2 separate regions of the Anser cygnoides genome follow, and region 1 is linked to region 2. The links are chromatin contacts, called in public Hi-C maps. All regions are on one chromosome and are shown on one strand. The core of a region is the stretch at or near the end of the contact, and the rest is flanking DNA. Distances in the headings are between cores, read along the strand shown.

Region 1 (3,620 bases), core at 1,120-3,619, 54 kb before region 2:
TTTTTTTCATGTTTTCTGTTTGATAAAGATGATTAGAGAGAAAAGCAGCAGCAGGCTGTTATCACAGACTGATCCAATGGCCTGAGTAAGGGATATGAATTCTTCCAGAAAGCCCACAGGAAAGAACCAGAAGGTTTTATCCACGTCCTAACTATTTTAGTTGTGCTGCAGTCACTACAGCAGGCATGTACGTGTCTAACCTACCTGTAAACCTACTGGCTTACCTCCTGGTCTTAGTCTCGTGTCGGTATGGGTCTGATTTCAGCCCGCCTGACAAGCTGTGGAAGTACTCAGGAGTGGTAATGAGCCCCGGAGCACTTCTGCCTTTCCAAGTCACTTGGATAATTAAGCAGTGTTATTACCGTACTGCTCAGTTTTCAGACACCAGCATCAATCCAGTGTCTCATCTTTCGGGAAGTGGAAGGATCTTTGTGGAGCAGGATGTAGTGGGGAGTTGAGGTGAGTCTCCTTGATCCATCCCAGCAGCCTTGTGATGTCAGTCCTTTTTTCGGCCCCATCTCAGAATATAAATGAGCTTACAGCTTACATCCGGAGCAAAGCAGCAGTGCGAGGCGTGTCCTCGGTCCCTCCGTGACAGGTGTCCATGCTATCGCTGGGGCAGCAGCTGTTGACACAGGAACCGCTGGCCTCCCGGAACGCAGGAAGTGAGGACTTCCAGCTCCCCTCCGCCAGGTGCCCTCACGTGGCAAAAAAAAACCAAACCCTAGGGACGTACCTGACTGGGGGTGACCTGTGTTTGCTGCAGCACACACAGCGTGCGGGTGACACGCGAACGCAGCTGCAAGAGGTGAGCATTTGGGCCTGGGGAAAAAGGATGGTGATGGGTTTTGTTTGTTTCCAGGCCGGTAAAACAGACCTTTGTGGCTCCCAGGTCAGGACCAGATTAGGGTCAGCTTCTGATGTCACCTGCCTTCCTGAACTGCTTTGCTCAGGACTGACATCTGTAGGGGTAAGTCGTTATCCATAATTACTTGGTCTCAGTTTCTGTGTTGAGATTCCTGGTTACAAGAAGTTAACAGCTAGGTTCCCCTGGCATCCTTGGTCAGAGGTGGCTGGGACTCGATTCAAGTCAGCATTTGGATCTGTGACAGACAGCGGTGGAGCTAGAACAGACAGCAAAGGGTCTGGACTTCTTAGGACACTGTCAAACTCTATGATAGGTTTTTATTTTGAATGACTTTGGCCAAATCACTTTGTTTTGCTGGATCCTTCGATGAAAAGGCGAAAATTATGCCGTACACCTTTGGGCCGTTCAGGCCAAAATTGTGCTCTGTGGCAGCGTGGCAGTGCCAAAGTCATGTGGCTGCTGTAAAGCACACGGGCACGCGGTTCCATGACCTGCTGCAGCTCAGCGCTGAATTTTTTCCTTTCCGAGGACTCATTACCTTTGGTACCTGCTGCCCCGCAACTGGAAACCCATTTCCTGCCCTTTCATCCTCTGCCTTTCTGATCTCTGCGCGTCAGCGAGCTGGTGGGGATTTTATCTATTTCTGTTTTCTTGTCTCATGCGGCTTTTGTCTTCACGCTTCCACTTCCTGAGCGTGCAGCTGGCCGAGTGTTAATCAACAAGGTCACATTTTGGTGGGCCTTGTTTTCGTGGGGGTGGGGAAAGAACGGCTGCTCCGGGGGAGGTGTGGATTTTCCGAGTCAGGAAGGAAAGATGAAGGCGGAAAGAGAGCCTTAGAGCCCAGGTTTGTTTGGACAAAGGAAAACAGAGGGTAGGGTTGGAGACGGGATTTGGGACTGCACTCCCAGCCCGCTGCAGGAGTGTGGAACTGCGCTGCCGCTTTAGCGAAGACATCATCTCTGTATGTCCCAAGTTTTCCTCTGTGTCTCTTTGTCAGTGCCTCATCAGGAGGTCGTGAGGGTTAAATTAATGCCAGTGCTCGTTATCCTCTGAAATACTGCATTCAAGTGGCCCGGGCAGCAGCAGACAGGTACAAAACCCAGTGCGCTTCCGCCAGTTACCGCAGCGCGGTGAAAGCAGCACTGCTGCCTGCTCCGGGAGCTCGGCTTTCGTAGGGGAGCCTCACTGCAAAGGTGTGAGGGCCTGAGGCAATGGGGACACCGCAGTGGTTTTATCCGAGCCACCTTCGTGCTGCTTTGCTTGAGCCCAAAATAAGGAAACCGAAGGGAAAGGGGGCGCGGGGAGCCGCCCTCGTTCATTCGGAGCCCCGCGGCGCAGCCCCCGCCTGGCGGGACAGCTCGCGCCATAGGCCACGCCCCCCGCGAGCCGCGCCCAGTTAAGCCCCGCCCCTCCGTCGGGCGTTCCCTCCCCTCTGCGCGGGCCGCAGCGCCGGGAGGAGGGGGCGGGGCCGCGCGTGACGCCACTCGCGCCCGGACCAATGGCGGCGCCGCGCGGCGCGCGTGGGCGGGGCCAGCAGTGGCGGGCGGTGATGTCAGGGCGCGCCGCGGCGCGGGAGCGGAGCGGAGCCGGCGGCGGGTGCGGAGCGGGCACCGGGCGGCACCGGGCGGGCTGGGGCGCGGGGCAGTCCCGGGCCGGAGGGCTGGGGGCCGGGCAGCGCTCCCCGGGGCCGCCGCTGCACCCCCGGGCAGCCGCTCCCCGGTTGCGGTAGACCGGGGGGGCTGGCGGAGGCTTACCGCTGCCCGGTGGTGCTCGGGGCTCTGCCGGGGCTGCGGCAGCCAGGCGGGGCGGGGAGCTCCGGGCCGAGCCCGTTGTCCCCGGGGGGGGGTGGGTTCGGCCCCCGGCACCGCATCACGGCCCCCCTCCCGGTGCCTGCCGGGGCTGCGAGGGGAGGCCCGGGCAGCGGCGCGGCTGCCGACGTGTCGTGTGTTGGAGGGGGATGCTGCGGGATGAACGGGGCGCTGTGCCGACAGCCGCAGAGCCCAACGGAGCGTTTTTTTCCCCCCTGTGTTTCAGGTGAAGGACGGGCTTCTGGAGAGGGATGTTAGGTGTGAGGCTGTCCCGATGCCAGCTCCTGCCCCGCAGCCTGCTCGGCGCAGTAAGTAACCTTAACTGGGAGCTTGCTGTTACTTTAAATAAGAGCTCTTCTTGCCTCGCGCTGTAAGGTGAGAAATCCTTCTGGAAGAGGAGGATGGCTGTGACACTTGGAGCTTGCTAGCTTTGCTGGCTGTTCTGGCAGAGAGCGCAGAACAGGCTGAAACGGAGCAAAAGCCCGCAGGAGCCTCCAGACTCAAGTTCTGCGGAGGAGAAGTGCTACCGGGGAAACTAACAGAGCCCCGGTAGTAAGAAGAGCTTTTCTGGATTGGGGGAACTTCGTCTCTGAAAGCCAGTCCCTCTTGTATCTACCCCCTGGTTCCTTTAAGCTTCCCTTTTCTTCCGTGGTCTTTATTTCATCTGTTTTTCTCTCTGCCTTGTGTGCCCCATCACAGCAGTCTGCTGGAAGAAGACCTGGAGAAAGATGTGCTAAAGGGTCACACATCGAAGAAGAAGAGCTTGGATCCCATCTCGGTGGCTGCTGTACCGCACGGCGCTGGAGGGAAGGAGACCTGGAGTGAGCTTGCTGTAGCTCACAGCTCCTACTGCGCTCTCTGCTAGCTCAGTTGTTGGTGTCCCCCGTTCCTGGACTTTGCTTGATGGGGATCTCTGCTGCGGGAGCAGTCTCTGCACTCAAAGG
Region 2 (3,691 bases), core at 1,134-3,633:
ATTGTGCATATGCTTTGTATATTGGGGCAAGGGTTTTTTATATATATATTTTGGGAGGGGGAGTGGGTGGGATGGAGAAATACTCAATCAGCTTAAGCCAGAGTAATGTGTGTAAAAGCCCCTGAAGTATTTTGTGTGTGAGTGCGCGAGTGTGAGTGCGCGCATGGGAGTGTCTGACATCTTATTCCCTTTGTGTTCTGAAATTGTTTTACTTTTTTTTTTCCTGCAGAAGCAATTGTTACAAAAATTGTAAATAAGAGCTACATAATTTTTTTTGTTTGTTTAACCATGAACATCATGTCACAGCAAACCCTGAATTAGCGCTTTGAAGGTAGAGAAGGAAGAGACTCCAGATAGGGTCTTGGGCCTTTGGCTCTCAGCGAGGCATCGTTAACGTGGTATGCAACAAATGTTTGTCCTGAGTATTTGCAGCCCCCTGTTGAGCTTTTCTAAAAATCAGGCTCTTTGCGGTTACCCTCCGTATCCATTTTAATTTAACTTTATTTTTTTAACGTCAAGAGTGGCCAGGAAAAGGGGCAACTAACTGCAAACAGTGCTCCAGTGCTGCTGGCCCATGGTCAGGGTGTGTGCACGGACGTGGCTGTCATCACTGGGCCTGATAGGGGTGACAACTTCTGCAATACCTTGACAATACTGAGATCTACAGCATGGTACTAGGAGTTACGTTTGAATGTAACATTAATGCTTTATTTAAAATAAAAAACAACACTTTTTTTTTTAAAAGGGGTTGAAGTGAACATGACTGTTGACCATGTTCGTGAATTTATAGATGCAACATTCATTGGTAGAATTGTGTGATGGTCTTTTGTGCTACTTAATTTTACATATTCCAGTCTCTGTATGTACCTGCAAAGAAAGTAAAGAAAAAAATAACAAAACCCTGCTTTGCTTTTATTGAAGGGTTCCCAGGACTGCATACCTGCTCCTGAGCTCTGTTTTAAGTATGTGTATCCTTCGCTTGTATTTTGTATTAAAAAAAACAAAAGGAAAAAGAACCCTTTATTGTTCAGCATGTTGGAATTGTGTCCCCTCTTTTATTTTTCTCCTTTTTGGAATATATTAAGCAACTCATTCTTCTGTATCTTTTATTTTCTTTTGTAAACTTTTTGGTTTTGTTTAAAAATGGCTTTATAAAAGGGCTTTTATAACCCATAAACATGACTTGTGTAATTTTTCTGCTATTCAGAAGTACTCTTCTGCGGTTGCTTTTTGTTTTGTGACTGTTAGTGAGACGTAAAAATGTGTTTGTCTTCCATGTTGTCTGATAGTTTTGGGATTCGTTCCTTTGCAGACCTCGTGCTTTCTCTGAGGAGGATAAGTCAGGTTTTGTCCAGGACAGTTTGGCAAGTATGACTTTCCTGTTACTGCTTATGAGTTGAGGGGAAGATTTAAAGAACTTTCTTCCCTGTCAAGATGACTTAATTGAGGTTTTCATGTTCAAAGCCTAGTGAAAGCCAATTAAAAGGAGAGAGCGAGCCTTTTATTTGTCATGCTCACATCTGTGAGCTTTCCCTTAGTGATCAATATAGAAAGGGAATTCCCTTTCTATTTTGCCACGTATGCCCCAGCAGTGAGAATCAATATACAGGCTGTGCTTTATCTGTAGCCATCAGGGGATGTGACAACTGCATTCATCTTATATGTACACTAGGCCAAAGTTGGTTGGTGTCATTTCAAACGCAGATAAATTGATCCACAGTGCAGATTGCTTTCCTGATGTGTCATCACATGCACTGGGTTATCATGCGCAGCAAGTTTGTGCTGTTAAATCTATTATAGCACATTTTTATCTAAATTCCTGCAGAATCTTAGTACTGGTTTAGTATAAGAACAAACTTAGCAGCTGTTCTAGAAGCATGTGATCATTTTTAAACTCGCGGTCTCTGGGGCTGGGCTATCCCCATCACTCTACAACTCCAAGTGGGCAGCGGAGCCCAGCCTCCCTCGTGGGGCGAGCAGCAGAGGGCGTGCCTGGACCTCCACATCTGCATCGCTGCTGCCTCCAGGAGCATGCTGAGGCGCTACGGCTGCGCTGCTCCGATCGTGCTTGTGTTTTCCTTCGTCTGGGATGAGATGGAAAACCCTTCGGCATTTGTTAAAGGCTGTGCTGAGCGGGTGTCAGTTAATAACGTGTTGCCATCATGGACTCAATGAATCTTAAGACTTGTAGTTGTCTGCATTTTGCTTGTGTGTATCTGTGCTCTAAAAACTGAAGTTATGATTCATCGGGATAAAGACCTGAAAGCACTCGTTTCCAGTAGGGTTTAGAATGAAGCTGCTTCTGGGATCCTAATGGACCCAGTCTTCCTAAGGGTTTGGCATAGCAGAATGCTTTGGCTTGTGATCTTACTGCACAAGTCATTTGGGTATGTCTCATACTTGTCCCAATATAACAGCAAAGATACAGCGATCTCTCAGACATTGGGTGATGGATACAGTCGGACAGGAGATGGGGTCACCATTACCCCCAGCTGCAGCAAAGGAGGGTTAATTATTATTAATTATTTGTATTCAGGGGTTGTTCTGGGTAATTTGTGTACTGCCAGGTACCTTGACAGGTATTTCTGCCCCATTACTATGGTATCTACAGTTCTGTGCTGCTTTTTTGTCATGTTTTTCTTTTTTAATCTGGAGCAGCTGTAGAGTTAGAGTACCTTCAGGTACTGCAGCTCTACTTCAGTTTTAGGATTAATTAGTAGTGGAGGCAATTAGCAAGTGTGCTATTTCTTTTGCCCTAGAAATAACTGCTTGCTCTGTTCTGAAGTGGTGTGAGACTAGGATCTGTGAACTCTTCTTCCCTGCTGCCCCTAGTCCTTGTACTTTGTCCGTATTAGCATGTGCAGCATTGGTGCCTTTTTCCTCAGTATTGATCTTTTGAACCTAGTGTATTTACTGGCTGCTCAGTCCTGTAGGCAGATGCTCTGCCAGCATAAGTTAAAAGTTCCCATTGGCTTTGAAGTAGTATTTACAGGGAATTAATACCAGAAACAAAATTATTTGTTGTCACATTTAAAGGGTGTGCATACAAGAAGTAGACGTGTAGGGTTTTGTAACTACAGCAAGCCCTGCCAAACCAGGGGAATAAGATTCCCTTGGCAAAGAACACTGGCTGTTAAGTTTTAATCTAACAGAATTTTGCCTTAGGAATATTCTGTTGCGCTTCTTTTGGTAGTACTTAATTGTAGGATGAAAATAAAGTCAAAAGGTGGAATTCAAGATTGTATCTGTTTTCTGCAGTACAGCATGTTTTGGCCCTATAGGTGGCCTTTTAAGAGTAAGTAAATGGGACAGAGTTGATTTAAAGAGCTGCTGCTCTGTTTTTGCCAATCTTGTGTGCTGAAGCAAACCTGGAAGAATTGTGGAGACGGAGAGTTCTCAGCATATTCCCTGTACATTAAAAGCATATTTTAGGTTTAGTTTTGATGCAGCAAACCACATAAAGAACTGTTTTTCATTCTTGCACTGTTTTTTGGAGTCTATGTCCCATGCAGTGTGACAATATGATGAATCAAGTATGCAAGGTACCACTGACAACCTCACCTCCTGAAGAGTTGGTACAAAGAGTTGGTACAAGAGTTGATACCAAGTGATGTGCTTGGTGGATGAGGGGAAGGCTGTGGATGTGATCTACCTTGACTTCAGTAAGGCTTTTGACACCGTTCCCCACAAC

The links. Hi-C and Micro-C count contacts between places; a contact is called where the count stands out from the background.
Region 1: a Hi-C map of liver shows a contact between it and region 2, with 8 times the contacts expected there. The contact joins the promoter of SLC41A1 here to the enhancer-like site in region 2. A contact is called at or near these places in 2 of 7 Hi-C or Micro-C datasets (both in liver).

The regions. Positions count from the first base shown.
Region 1 is chr25:4,623,164-4,626,783 of Taihu_goose_T2T_genome, reverse strand. It overlaps SLC41A1 (solute carrier family 41 member 1), which reads left to right and starts at 2,369. Exons shown (of 12, transcript XM_048070911.2): 1 at 2,369-2,464; 2 at 2,903-2,984; 3 at 3,376-3,620.
Region 2 is chr25:4,569,118-4,572,808 of Taihu_goose_T2T_genome, reverse strand. No RefSeq gene overlaps it. Among named protein-coding and RNA genes, the nearest start is that of SLC45A3, 15 kb to the right of the region's middle. Within about 2 kb of position 2,383, at least 2 of the 3 cell types and tissues checked have open chromatin away from gene starts, as enhancers often do. A contact at or near this core is called in liver, where this site is marked.